Linked DNA regions of Sus scrofa: regions 1 and 2 are each linked to region 3. The links are chromatin contacts, called in public Hi-C and HiChIP or PLAC-seq maps. All regions are on one chromosome and are shown on one strand. Each heading gives the region's core, a stretch centred on a gene start, on an enhancer-like site or on the middle of the called end of the contact. The rest is flanking DNA. Distances are from core to core; before and after follow the strand shown.

Region 1 (4,198 bases), core at 575-3,074, 57 kb after region 3:
TGAGTCACACTGCCTCAAAAAAATCTCTCTCTCTTTCCATCTCTCCCTCTCCCTCTCTCTCTCACACACCCACCCACACCCACCCACCCACACCCACACACCTGTATATTTCTCATTCTCATTCTGGTAAACATTGGTTTCTTTTCTCTTTAGAAAATGACAAGCATCAAGTAGAATAAGGGCAAGGGAGAGGCACCAGGCTGGCAACCACCTTCTGAGCGTACATCACTTTATAGCTTACAAAGCACTTTCACATGTGTGACCTCATTGAATCCCACAGCAGCCCCATGAGGTCAGCGGGAGGCTCAATTATTGCCACTGGGGCCGGGACTCAGAAGGAGGGTGACCTGCCCAGGGTAAGAGATAGAAAATGGTAACTCTGGGACTGCAAGCCCCAGGCCAGGCTGGCCTCTTGGCTCTAAGTCCTGAACGCATCTACAGACCTTGGCCTCTGTCCCCAAGGACAGCAGCCCAGGATCCCACCTTCCTGAAATCCTCCTTCCCTGAGGTCAAAGCTGGAACTGATCAAAAGGAGGTACCAGTGGAAAGCAGGAGCGTCCAGCTCTCTCTCAAGTGACCCTGGCGGCTCCTTACTTCATCTGGGCCTCAGTTTCCTCATCTGTAGAATGGGAAGAGACAGAGAAGCAGCTTTGGGGCGGTCCTCTCAGCACCAACATATGTGAAAAGCTGTCTGTGAGGGCTTTGAAATCGCTTGCCCAAACCTGGGCTGGGAGCTCCCACAGCCCTGATTTGGCAACCTGCTTCGGCCACTTGCTTAGTGATCTTGGGCCCTTCATTTCCACATCTCTCAGCCTCACTTCCCCCATCTGTAAAATGGGGACGATAATGGCACCTACCTCGCAGCGCTGCTGGTCTTCGGCTGTTGATATTTGTCCCTGGCCTCACATTCATACAGACTTTTGATGTAATCTCCAAACAAGGCTAGTGACCACACAGTCCTGGAAGAGTAGTTACAGTATTTAAAGAAAATGATGTTTATCAGACCACAGGACAAGTGCCCCACTGCAGGCTTTCACTGCTTACAGAGGTTCTGAATGAAAACTTGTCCTGACTCCTGAAATTACCCTGCGAGTAGGGCAATTACATTGCATAGTATTTGGGGATAGTTCAAAGCATTATCATGTCATTGTAAACATTTAAAATATACACCATTTTTGGAGTTCTCTGGTGGCTCAACAGGTTGATGATCTGGCACTGTCACTGCTGTGGCTTGGGGCGCTGCTGTGGTGAGGATGCCATCCCTGGCCTGGCAACTTCTGCATACCAACGGGCACAGCCAAATAAGTGTGTGTGTGTGTGTGTGTGTGTGTATCTACCACTTTTGTAATCCTGGTTTGTCATTCACTTTTTAGTAAACCTGAACCTTAAGACAACGCCAGTGAAAGGGCTTCACACCACAGACTTGGATGGCGGTAGCACGGTTCCTGGCATGAAATAAGCACCCAGTAAATAATGATAATGATGATAATAATAATGCTATCACATTTGTAACCCATTTTACAGTTTCCAGACCCCTTTCATTCCAACCTCCCACGCGCGGCCAGGGCGCTGTGTGATTATTTCGTCCCATTTTACGGATGCAAACACTGAGGGCTCTGGGATCTGGTGGCGGGATCTAGGTCTGCGCAGGTGGAGGGCGAGGCGAGGCGGGGCGGGGCTGGGCGGGGCGCAGGTGCCTCCGTCGGCGGGGGAATCCTTCGCTCCACCTGGGCGCGGCGAGGAAATTGCACCATGTATGGGCAGCTACGTCAGAGGAGGCGGACCTGCCGCTGTCGCAGGGGGACGTCAAGTCCGCCCTTTTTCCCCACCAAAAAGCGGCTAGCCGGCTGTAGGAGGCGACGAAAAGTTCAGGGCGGACTGGCAAAAGGCGGTGCGATTGCAGAGGTGGAGCCCCGAGGTGACCAGCGCCGCTGAGGAACGCCCCCCCCCGCCCCAGTGGAAGTGGTTCAGCCCGAGGACTTTTCATTCATAAAAAGAAAAGACTCCGCGAGGAGCGAGTGAGTCAGAACCAGAGCCGCCGACACGGACCCCACAGAGCAGCCAGCCCAGGGCATGTTCCGAGACTTCGGGGAACCGGGACCGAGCTCCGGGGCCGGAGGTGCGTACGGCGGCCCGGCGCAGCCCCCGGTGACAGGCCAGCAGGTGAGAGGAACCCTACGCCCAGTGTCCCCAGGTGGACAGCGCCTGAGACGGTGCGGGCCGCTCCAGCACAATCCGGACCGGGGCCGGGAACCGCAGGAGGGAGTGGGGCTCGGAGGGGTGGCAGCGGATCCTGCCCATTCTCGGTTGTCCAAGGGCTCTTTTCCCCCCACAGCCCAGTGGGACGCGCGCGGCGGGGGGGGGAACGAAGATCTGCGAACGTCCCCTCTGTGGCTCGCGCTCTTTCCCCCTCTCTCTGCGGTCTCTCCGTCCCTCCGTCTCTGTTACCGTCTTTCCTTCCTCCTGTCCACCGCCGATTTCTTTGTCCCATCTGCGTCCGAAGGGGACCCCTTGTCCGGGATGAGTTCTAGTCCCGGCAGAATCAAAGAGAACTAAATTCCAAGAGCCGGAGTCTGAGCTGCGGCCGAGATGTCCCCTCGCACAGAGAGGATCTACCGGCGGGCTGGACCCGGCAGACTGGGAATCCTGGGCGGTCTGTCTGTGATCATCCCGGCGCCCGCCCGTTTGTCTGTCCCTCCCCATCCCGTCGCCAGATCCTTATCATCATCTCGGCGCAGTGGAGCCTGGTGGGCTCCGGGAGACCGGCTCTTGACCCTTTTACGGGATGCGTCCGGCAGAGACCGTGAGGTGCAGGGAGACGTGCGCGGGGTCAGGCTGCGGGCAAGTCCCGCGCCCCCGGCTCTCGGCACCAAACGGCGCCCGCTGCCGGCAGGGGGGAACCTGGGAGGCTGCAGGTGCCCATTTCCTGTCGAGGGGCCGTGAGCACGTGTCGCTAGGGGAGGGAAGGAGCGGCGTCCGTTCCGCCGAGTCACGGCAGCCGAGTCACGGTGGCTGACTCACGCGGGGCGCCCCTCCCTTCCTGGCCCGGAGGGGCCCGGGCCTGGACAACCTCGGGAGCTGGAGATGCCGCCGGCGGTACCTTGGCCCGAAACTGGGGTCACTGGGCCATTGGGCCCGCAGCACTAAGCCGGGGACACTGCTGTCCTGACTTGTCTGGGCTTGTGGGGCGCTTCCCGGACGACTGGGCGCCCACACCCAGGGCTTGAATCTAGTTCTTTTTCCAAACAGTAAGCCCCCATCTCAACCCATTCCTCACGTTTCTGGCTGGAAGGGAATTGTGGCAGGTGATACCTGGAGCACATACTGTGCAGCTCTGCCTGGTGCCGGGCAGTTTCCGCCTCATTTATCTTAACTCCTAGAATCTAAGACCCCACTGATACTAAAACCCATCATTATTTTGTAGCACAAAAATTGTTTTCAAGTTGCCAATTGAACTATGAGAGCTGCTATTCAGGGCCACTAAAGGGTACTTCTTAGCATCATTGAAATGCTGTAATCCCTCCCTGTGACAATATTAAAAACGAGGAGACTGAGGCACACTGAGATTAAATAATTTGCCCAGAGAGCCAGTAAATGGCTGAGTTAAGATCAAAGCCGGGATAGCCTGAACCCAGAGCAGTGGTCCTTGTCCACACTTACCAGGCTCTCTCACACACATCCTCTCACCTGATTCTCACAATCACCCTTGAAGCCAGAAGCTGTCACTCTCCTCTTCATGCTGATGAGACTCAGGCTGCGTGCAAGAGTGGGCAAGGGCCTGGCTTCCTGGGCACAAACCTGCTTCCCACTTACTGGCTGTGCGTCTATGGAGAACTGTTTTCCTGTCTGAAAATGAAGATACTGTTGTGTAAATTATATGAGTCAGGATTAGCAAAGTCGTTGGGCCAGTGCCTGGAATTCACACTTTCTTAGCTCCGATGGGAGAAATGGAGGCCCCAGAGGTTGTGTGACCTGCCTAAAGTCACACAGTTCATAAGCAGGGATGCCTGCCAAGCTGCGCCCTCTCTGGTCTCTCAGAACCAGCAGCTGCCTTGAGGGTGGGCAGCAGTGTGACTTCTGTCCCCTGGAAGCCCCTCCGTCCCTACAGACCTCATCCCTAGTCCTCTGTGTCTTATCCCTCAGAAGTTCCACCTCGTGCCAAGCATCAACGCTGTGAGTGGCAGCCAGGAGCTGCAGT
Region 2 (4,775 bases), core at 1,299-3,798, 39 kb after region 3:
AGAGACAAGAACAGGCTACTCAGAGTAGGAACCCGCCCAGGGTCACAGGGCACAACAAGACAGGCTGTCTCCCGGCATGACTGGCACCTGCCGGCTCAGGCCCTCCAGCACTCTGCCCACCTTCCCGCCATCAGCACCCCGGGCCCGGCCCCCTTCAGTCAGCTGCTGCCCAGCCGCCCTGGCCCTGGCTCAGTGTGGGGAAGGAGGCCATTAGGCCCTGGACAAGAGCTGGGACGGATACTGGAATTCCCTTTTATTTTTTTTTTTAATAAATTTAAGAACAGCTCTACCCTCTTCCCCCCAGAGCAGCTAAAAGGGGGTGTGGCCTGGGGGGCAGAGGGCGCTAGGAGTCATAATCTTCTTCGTCCTCTGCGTCAGGTGCTGCGGGGACCTGGGGCGCTGGGGGCAGAGGCAGAGTCGAGGTGAAGGGCGTGAAGGGTGTCGGGGGGCTGCAGGGCAGAAAGTGGGAAAGGAAGATCAGGCCACTCACCTGTGCCCAGTCCTGCCCGCTGAGCCCCACCCGGTCCTCCAGCCAGGCAGGCCTGGAGCCCACTGCCCTCTACCAGCAGGGAGCCGAGCCCAGAGAAGGGAAGGACCCAGGGCACACAGCCCTGCCCGGGGGAGGGGACTTTCTGAGAGCACAGAACCCAGCCGTTAAGTCCTCTTCAGTTCCTCCCGTCCCGTCTCCCAAATCTGCCACAACCAACAGAACCAAGGCGCCTGAGCGGTCAGAAAGGACAAGGCAGCTGGGGACCAGCTGGCCCCCTCTGGGTGCCACCGACCTGCTTACCTCTGAAAGTGGGCAGGGGGCTGGCTGGCCTGGGATGGGGCCTGTGATGTCTCCTCTTCCCCATCAGTATCTGTATCCTCAGACTCATCCTGGGAACAAGACAGGAATCAGAGGCGACAAGAAAGGCGTGGGCCCATTACTGGAAAGCCGGACCTCTGCAGCCGCCATGTGCAAGGCAACCAACACAAAGAGGTCACAGGTGAGGATGGGACCAGGCCTCCAGCCAGCTGGGCCTGGCCTGATGCAAGGCTGCCCTCTCCACCCTGCAAGGCAGGACAGAGGGCTGGGGCCTCAGCTCACCTCCTGCTCCGAGTCTGTCCCCGACAGCTTCTTGTCCTTGCCTTTGCTTCCCATGCCACCGTTCTTCCGGCTGCCGCCGCCTGGCTTCCGGCCCCTTCGGGAAGGTGGAGTCCATCTGCCCAGAGGTCTCCCCACTCCTCTGCCATCCCCCAAGACACCTCCAACCCCGGGGGCCTTGGCCTTCCCCACATGGACACTGACTCCCCACCTGCGAGGACCCTTGTCCCCGTCCATGTGGTTGTCTTCCCCATCTCCCTGCATGTCAGGCACAGAGGCCACCAGATCCTTTAAGAAGTCAAACTGCTGCTCCAGCTCAATGCACTGCTTCCTGGAAGAGGTGGGGAGGGAATGGCACTCAGGTGAGGCACAGATGTCTGTACTCTCAGCAAAGTGCTCTCTGGATGTCAGGGGAACAGAGCCTGGATCGTTTCAATCCCAGCCATGCCCCCTTTCTTAGAATACCCAGTCCCTGCCAACTCAAACCTACCAGCCTTTGAGTCCTCGCCCAGCCGCCTCCCACCTCCCTCCCTATCAGGGCACAGCCTCCCCTAAGCGTGTGGACTCCGGGCGGAGGCCCCACACGAGCCCTCCCAGATCGGAGCCACTCACAGGTGGGATGTGGTCATGGTCTTGGCATTTCTAGACTGGGTCACTTGGCAGGCCTTCTTCAGCAGTGACTCCAGGAAAAGCTCGAGCGCCCGAGCTGAGGGTCGTCAAGGCGAACGCGGGTTCTAACAATGTCCTGGCCCCCAAAAAGCGACCCGGGGCTGCCGGCCTCCCCCGCCTCCCTCAACCCAGCCAGCCCTCGACAGGATACAGATGATGACAGGCACAGCTGCCGCCACCTTCCCAATCTCTTCATCCGTCTGCATTATCTTCTTGATGCGTGCCTGAGGAAGGGGCAGAGAGCTCGGACCCCGTCGCCGCGGCCCCCGAAAGGGTGCGCGGGGCGGGGGGCAGAGAGAGGGAGCATCCCGGGAGGAAGGGGGCGGGGGGCACCGACGCGGAGAGGGCACGGAAGGGGGCGGGGCGTCCGGGCCCCCGAACGGCGCGATGCGCCCGCCTCCCTGGCCGGGCCTGGGCCGGAGCCTCCCGAGAGCCCGGCTCGTTCCTCCCGAGGCCGGCCACGTGCTCACCGGCGGGAACCGCGCGTTGTACTTCTTCTTCTTGCTCGGCATCTCGGGGCCTCTCTCGCCGCGCCGGGCCCAGCGCCGCCGCCCGCAGCCTCCCGGCCCCCGGGCCTGCTCGTCGCCCGCCCGCCGCGGTTCCCCCGGGTCCTGGTGCCGCCTCCTCCGCCCCCGCCACTCCCCCCACAGGGTCCTAGCGCCGCCGGTCAGCACTCGGCCGGCGGGGCCCGAGCGCCCTCCCCTCACAGCCTCCCGCCCGGTGCGCGTCTGTCCGGGACTGGACGGCCGCGACCGCCCGCCCCCAAGACCTGAAGAGCGAACGTTAGCTCCGCCCCCCGCAGGCCCGCCCCGCCTCGCGTTCCCAATGGCCCCGCCCCCGGGGTCAGCACCGCCCCGACGGCCCTGCCCCTTCCCCCCGGTCCCGCCCTATGCTGCGCTTGTCTATAAAGTTGTTGTTGAGGCGGCGGGGCAATAAGATGGCGGCGGCGGCTGCAGCCGTGGCGGGGGCGGGGCGCGGCGGCGGCGGCGCGGAGCCCCGGCAGGAGCGGAGCCGGGCCCGGGGCTGGGCCGGCGCCGAGCGCAGCGAAGGCCGGAGGTGACGCCCGGGCGGCGGGAGGGGGCAGGGCGGGGCGGGGCAGGGGCGCTGCTCGGGCCGTGAGCACTAATGGCGGCGGGCGCGGCGGGCGCGGCGGGGCGGGAGGCTGGCCCTCCCGCAGGCTCTAACAAGCCTGGGTTCGAGTCCGGGCTCGGCCCGTTGGCCTCGGATTGGTCACTGCCCTCTCTGGCCTGCATGTCTTCGTCTTTAAGTAGGCGGGATAACGCCCGCCTGGAGGCCTGGCCCTGTGGGGCCTGTCGGGGTGCCTCGTTCCATTACATCCCAGCGCCCGGGAGACCCGCCTGCCTTGGCAGCGTCGGGAGCCGCAGCTGGGCCGGCGGCCCCCACACCCGAGTTCACTTTTCGGCCCTTTCACGCACTGCAGGTGTGACCTTGGGTAAGCCCCCTCCTCTGTGAGCTTCAGTTTCCTACTCTGTAGGTCAAGGATAGTAGTGATAATAGTAACAGCATTTATATAGTTCTTGTTCCACCTCCTAGTATTTAATTCTCTACAGCTGTTTGAGACGGGAGCAGCTATTTTTCATTGTACAGATGAGGCAACTGAGGCACAGAGACATTAAGTTTTGCCCAAGGCCGCAGGGATTAGTTCAGTGCCTGGCACCTACGTGCTCAGGCCCAGGAAGCTGGATCTGTCCTGGACCTGCCCTAACTTGGTTCCCACCCGGCAGGATGGAACCAGGCGAGGAGCTGGAGGATGAAGATTCTCCAGGTGGTCGTGAAGATGGCTTCACTGCTGAGCACCTGGCCGCAGAGGCCATGGCAGCTGACATGGACCCCTGGCTGGTGTTTGATGCCCGAACCACACCTGCCACGGAGCTGGATGCCTGGTTGGCCAAGTACCCACCATCCCAGGTTACCCGCTATGGGGACCCTGGCTCTCCCAACTCTGAGCCCGTGGGCTGGATTGCAGCATATGGGCAGGGCTATGTCCCCAACTCAGGCGACGTGCAGGGCCTGCAGGCAGCCTGGGAGGCTCTGCAGACCAGCGGGCGCCCCGTCACACCAGGTACCCTGCGCCAGCTGGCCATCACCCACCACGTGCTCTCGGGCAAATGGCTGATACACCTGGCACCTGGCTTCAAGCTGGATCACGCCTGGGCTGGCATTGCTCGAGCCGTGGTCGAGGGCCGGCTTCAGGTAGCCAAGGTGAGCCCACGGGCCAAGGAGGGTGGGCGGCAGGTCATCTGTGTTTATACGGACGACTTCACGGACCGCTTGGGTGTACTGGAGGCAGATGCCGCCATCCGCGCGGCAGGCATTAAGTGTCTGCTCACCTACAAGCCTGACGTCTACACCTACCTGGGTATCTACCGGGCCAACCGCTGGCACCTCTGCCCCACTCTCTATGAGAGCCGTTTCCAGCTGGGAGGCAGCGCCCGTGGCTCCCGGGTGCTGGACCGCGCCAACAACGTGGAGCTGACCTAGTGGGACCAAATGGAAGAGACCACCCACTGCCTCCCCTGCGGGGGACGGATCCTCTCGTCTTCCCCCTCCTCGTCCCACGGAGGCCAAGCCCCCCAGCTCTGAGGACTAGGTTACTCGGAAACTGCCTGCATCTTCGGTCCCTTTGAACTTTGGTCCTGTGTTCAGGGCTGACTCGAGTCCTCACTGGCTGGAGGCTCTGGCTCCCTGAGGGCCGGACCCTCAGCCTCTCTTTGCCGCTGCTCCCCCCTGTCATCCAGGACCACGGGCTGGGTGCAGACGCCAGGAGGAGAGCCTGCCTTGGCTGCTCCCTCCCCTGGCTCTTCCCTCCTCCTGCATCCTCCCCTTCTCTCCCTCCCTCACAAGAGAGACAGCCTCGTGCTTCCATCCCTCTCCCTGGAGCCTTCACGGTCTAGGGGCAGAGGCCCCCGCAGGCCTGAGCATGCCATTTTGTTGGGGACGGGTGATTGTTCCCACTCAGCACCTGGCAGAGAGAGGGGGCCAGGGCCATGGACATGGG
Region 3 (4,622 bases), core at 1,363-3,862:
ACGATGAGAAAGCTTCACCCACCTGCTGCCCCCAAAGCTGCCCGTCTCAGAAGAAGACACAGTAGCATAAAGGTGACAGTACTCACTTGGTCTCCTCGATGCTGAGTGACGAGGCATCGCCCGAGCTAGTCTTGGAGCTGGCAGCTGGAACAAGAGAGAGAGAGGCTCAGGAGCTGAACACGGGGCCCAGAAGCCACTTCCTTGGCTCCAGCCGCAGGGCTGAAGGTGAGGGTCCCCCATCTGCCCCGAGACATCAGGGAACAGCAGCCTTCCTCCATCCCAGGGGCTCCTCCTACCTGACTCCCAGGCTGTCGACACACCTTCTGATCCAAAAGGTCCAACCTGCCACATCCTTCACTCTGCCACCTCTCCACCTCTGTGTATTCTGTTGTTACAACCTACACGGCCCTCTCTGGCCTCACTCTGATTAGCAAGATGCTATCCAAACGCAACAATCAGAGGCCGGAGTCCTGATTCCTGATCAGCACCAACTCCTCTCCCCTGCACTCCACAGCACGGTCACGGCCATCTCCAGGTCTGTTTTTGCTCACAGGGCAGGGCCCATGTTGGCAGCATATCTGTGTTCTCTCTGTGTAATTCACACAGTCAAAAAATACACTTACTGGCGCCTGTGCTGTGAGGATGCTACAGGAAATAAAGCAGCGCTTCTGAGCTCTTTCACCCACCTCATAAACAGCAAATGTCACACACAGAATGCCACACACAGAAGCTGGACGCCATCGGCTGGAGCTCCTCCCTCCAGCATGGCCACCTCGCAACCTACGTCTTTCCCTCCCACCCCACCTGGACCCTGACTCCCAAGCACCTCCGTGCTCGCTCCAAGGTCGCCAGCCTCCTTGTCTGTAAATCCGATGGATTCTCTGCCACTCTGGTTTTGCCTCATCTCCTGTGGTGTGTGACACCACTGATCACGCCCACAGATCCCATGACATGAGATGCTATGGTATTCTTGCTTTGGGGAACATCCAACCTCCTTTTTTGTACCATCTTGCTCCGCCTGCTACTAAAACGTAGACATTCCTGAGGTTCTGCCCCCGACCCTGGCTTCTCAATCCTCACTCTCTCAAGGGACTTCATTTGCCATTGAACCCTTATGACTCTCAAACTGCTCTGTCCTGCCCAAGCCCTGAGTTTCCCCATGTGCCTCATGCAACACTCCTCAAAACTGAATTCACTGTCTCTCTCCAAAAAATCTGCTTCTCTTCCAAACTCAACTTCCGTCGACAACACTACCACCCACCTGGTCACACCAGCCAAAATCCAAGGACCATCCTCAATTCCTTCTTCTCCTTCCCACTGTCATCCAAGTGCTTAAGCTCTGTCACCTCCTCCTCCAAAACACCTCTCCAATGGGTCAACGACTCTCCATCCCGCTGCTGCTGCCCTGGTGCCAGCCATGGCCAGTCCTTACCTCCTCTATGGGTCTTGACTGCTCTTTACCCAGTTCTCAACACAGTGTTCTCTGTGATAACGTGAATACGACTAACTCGCTCCCCAGCTCGAATTCATGGCTCCCTATTACTTTTGAAACAAAGTTCAAAATTTTTTGTTTTTTGTTTTCTCAGGGCCACACCCTGGCATATGGAGGTTCCCAGGCTAAGGGTCGAATTGGAGCTACAGCTGCCGGCCTACACCACCGCCACAGCCACGCCAGATCCGAGTTGCACCTGTGACCTACACCACAGCTCAAGACAGTGCAGGATCCTTAACCCACTGAGCCAGGCCAGGGGTCGAACCCACAACCTCATGGTTCCTAGTCGGATTCGTTTCCGCTGCGCCAGGACGGGAACGCCAACAAAATTCAATTATCTTAACAGGCTTGCAGGAGCCTCTGTGTTCGGACCCCTGCCTCATGTCTCTGCTATGAGCTCTACATAACCTGCCCAATACCAGGTGTCCTCCTGCCTCTACACACGATGGTACCACTCCATGCGTTCACTCGACACATTTAGCGAGTGCCTGTGATGTGTCAGTTAAGGAAAACAGAGAAAATCTCCACCTTCACGGAGTTTAGCAGAGAAAGCCAACCCTTAATCCCAAATAATCAAAACAAGACCCTTCCAAATGCGCTGACGACGGGCCTGGGGATGGCTGGGCCTGTGGGCTTGGCTTCCATCCCCGAGGCCCTCCACCCTGAGACCCTCCCCATCGCCCCGCCCCCTGCCCAGGCCCCGCCCCTCACCGGCCTCGTAGCCTTCATCTCGCTTCTCCCGCTTCACGCGGCGCTCGGAGGGCTCTGTCTGGCTACGCTCCCGCCCGTGCGTGCTGCTGCGGGCCTCCGCTTCGGCCCCGCGCCGCCCGCTCCCGCGCTCGCTCCCACGCTCCCGGCTCCGCTTTCGTCGTTCGCCACCGCTGCTGCCGCCGCCGCTGCTCCGGTGCTTGTGTTTTTTGTGCTCCCGGTGCCGAGGCGGCTGCTCGGTGGCGCTCCCGGTGCTCGCTCCTGCCGTAGTCCCGGCCGCCTCCTTCTCCCCGCGGTGCTTCTTTGACGACCCCATGGTGGTAGGTCCACCCGAGCCCCGCCGCCGCCGCCGCCGCCGCCACCGCCGCCGCCGAGCCCCGACGGCGCAAAATGGGAACACTTCCGGGTCGGGCCCGGCTGCGCCGTCGCGTTGCCGGAAACCAAGAGCGGCTGCTTCCGTCCTTTGCCTCGGAGCTGCCCCAAAGGCTCATGGGAAGGCTGGGATCGGGCCCGACTGCGCATTCGCGGCCGGCACTGGCCGAGCGGCGGTCTTTGACATAGTGGTCGGATTGCGCGTGCGCTCAAGCTTGAGGGGCGCGTTCGAGTCCGGGGAAGACCGTATCCCAGAATTTGAAGGACCTAGGGCCCATCTAAGCCAGCATGGCCTCCCTGGCTTCCCTCCGCTTGCACACCCTCAGCCACGGGATGCTCACTGCAGCGCCCGCCGCTCCAGCAGAAGTCCTCCTAGTAGACTCCCTGGGGTCGTGGCCGATCAGGTGTAGGAGGACGGAGCACGTTCTGCTCCTGAGACCCTCAGCTCCACAACCCAGCCTCCTCCCAGCCCCCACAACTAATATTGTCTGCAAACGCTGCCTTCCCACGGTCCCTGAATTGGGTTTTTTTAACGTGCGCTTTGACTGCTACGGAGCTCGAGATGGGCCTTTGCATGCCTGTGAACCCCTGAAATCGAACGCAAAATTTAGCACATCGGGGTGTGTGTGTGTGTGTGTGTGTGTGTGTGTGTGTGTGTGTGTGTGTGTGAGAGAGAGAGAGAGAGAGCGCGCTCGCGGGAGCTGCTGCTGCTTTTTTTTTTTCCCTCTTGAGAGGAGCTCTAACTTGAAGTTGCTTGAAGCTAAAATCTCAGTTTACACAGGAATTCTCCTATGGCGCAGCGAGTTAAAGATCTAAAGATCCGGGACTGTCACTGGAGCGACTTGGGTCACTCCTGTGGCTTGGGTTCAATTCCTGACCCAGGAACTCTCGCATGCCACAGGCACAGCCAAATAAACAACAACAACAAAAACTCTGTTCACACAATCTCTCCATCCCTCCTGACACCCCTCACCTCCCAGTTGCCCCATCTGGAGGCCCATCTGTCTGTGATTATGCTCCCCTTTAAAGTTCCGCTTTCCTCCCCCCCAGAACTGGGAGTTCCCAAAGGCAGAAGCCATTCTGTCCTATTCACTCTTGACTTTCTAGGACCCAGCATTTCTAGGGCAAGTTGCCGCTGTTGCTCTTGGAGATGCCATGCTCACACCTCAGGAGCAGAGGCAGAGCTGTGCACAGGGAGGGGGCAGCCAGAACAGCCAGAGTTCCTCTGGGATGTGGGGAAAGCCTGCTGCAAACCCACCTGCCACCGCCAGCTCCCAACACGCAGCCCCTTCCCACCACCAGAAATCTCACACTATTTTCCACAAAGCATTTAATTTTATTTTTAATTTTAATCTTAGACACCAGACTCCTGGTCTGAGCTTGAGTTAGAGTGCTTATCAGGCTGGCTGCCGGTGGATCCTGTCTTCGTGGGGCTCTGAGAAGAGTCCTGCATTCTTGCCCCCACTGACCTGTGGCTCCTTAAAGACAAAAGACACCAAGAGGCCACTGGGCTCTACAGCTCTCTGTCCCTGTGCCCAAGAAGACATGGGCTGTTGGATGGGTGAGGCCATCATCACTGATGTCGGGGCTCCTGTACTGTGTGACCCTGAGAAGTGATTACCCCTCCTCAAGCCTCAAAACCCCTGCTGTGCACCTAGTTGTTGGAAAGCATACGCGTATGTGGAGTGACTGGCCAGGCCCCAGCCCAGGGTGGGAACTTGGTGTGCGGTGCATTCCTGTGTCCTTGGGCATGGCCCTACCCCTCGGGTTCTTAGTTTCCGCACCGGAAGTAGGGAAAATAACCCTGGCCCTGCCTTCCTCCGCTCAAGCTGGACTCGTCCTCCAGGTCAGGGAGTGGATGGGGCAGGTCTGAAGCCCAGATTCTGGGTGGATCCAGGGCCGGCAGACGCGGGGTGAGACCCTGTGGGGAGTGCTGGTGATGGTGCCCTTTCTCCCCGCAGTTGGGCCTCACCTGGGTTTCCTGGGGGCACCTTCTCTGTCCCCCTTTCCTGCCTCAGCCAGCAGCTGCTCCTCATCCAGTCCCAGTTCC

What was found. A called contact is a pair of places that touch in the nucleus more often than the background predicts. HiChIP or PLAC-seq counts read pairs in DNA pulled down with a chosen protein or histone mark.
Region 1: a contact with region 3 is called in an H3K27ac HiChIP or PLAC-seq map of alveolar macrophages, with 4 times the contacts expected there. The contact joins the promoter of FOSL1 here to the promoter of SART1 in region 3. A contact is called at or near these places in 1 of 5 promoter capture datasets (liver), 5 of 47 Hi-C or Micro-C datasets (alveolar macrophages, embryonic fibroblasts, heart right ventricle and 2 more) and 2 of 2 datasets of contacts at active chromatin or transcription factors (alveolar macrophages and skeletal muscle).
Region 2: a Hi-C map of embryonic fibroblasts shows a contact between it and region 3, with 2.8 times the contacts expected there. The contact joins the promoter of DRAP1 here to the promoter of SART1 in region 3. A contact is called at or near these places in 2 of 5 promoter capture datasets (fetal skeletal muscle and liver), 6 of 47 Hi-C or Micro-C datasets (embryonic fibroblasts, epiblast stem cells, heart right ventricle and 2 more) and 2 of 2 datasets of contacts at active chromatin or transcription factors (alveolar macrophages and skeletal muscle).

What each region holds. Positions count from the first base shown.
Region 1 is chr2:6,428,334-6,432,531 of Sscrofa11.1, forward strand. FOSL1 (fos-related antigen 1) reads left to right here and starts at 1,825. Exons shown (of 4, transcript XM_003122519.3): 1 at 1,825-2,163; 2 at 4,144-4,198. The coding sequence starts at 2,074.
Region 2 is chr2:6,409,387-6,414,161 of Sscrofa11.1, forward strand. It overlaps DRAP1 (dr1-associated corepressor), which reads right to left and starts at 2,549. Exons shown (of 6, transcript XM_013994078.2): 1 at 2,227-2,549; 2 at 1,908-1,980; 3 at 1,700-1,793; 4 at 1,091-1,418; 5 at 791-879; 6 at 237-449. The coding sequence starts at 2,268. The coding sequence ends at 344. It overlaps C2H11orf68 (UPF0696 protein C11orf68 homolog), which reads left to right and starts at 2,560. Exons shown (of 2, transcript XM_003122554.4): 1 at 2,560-2,812; 2 at 3,502-4,775. The coding sequence starts at 2,646. The coding sequence ends at 4,258.
Region 3 is chr2:6,370,730-6,375,351 of Sscrofa11.1, forward strand. SART1 (U4/U6.U5 tri-snRNP-associated protein 1) reads right to left here and starts at 2,613. Exons shown (of 20, transcript XM_003122517.6): 1 at 2,204-2,613; 2 at 87-144. The coding sequence starts at 2,516. TSGA10IP (testis-specific protein 10-interacting protein) reads right to left here. Exons shown (of 9, transcript XM_021083386.1): 8 at 4,545-4,622; 9 at 3,888-4,050. The coding sequence ends at 3,927.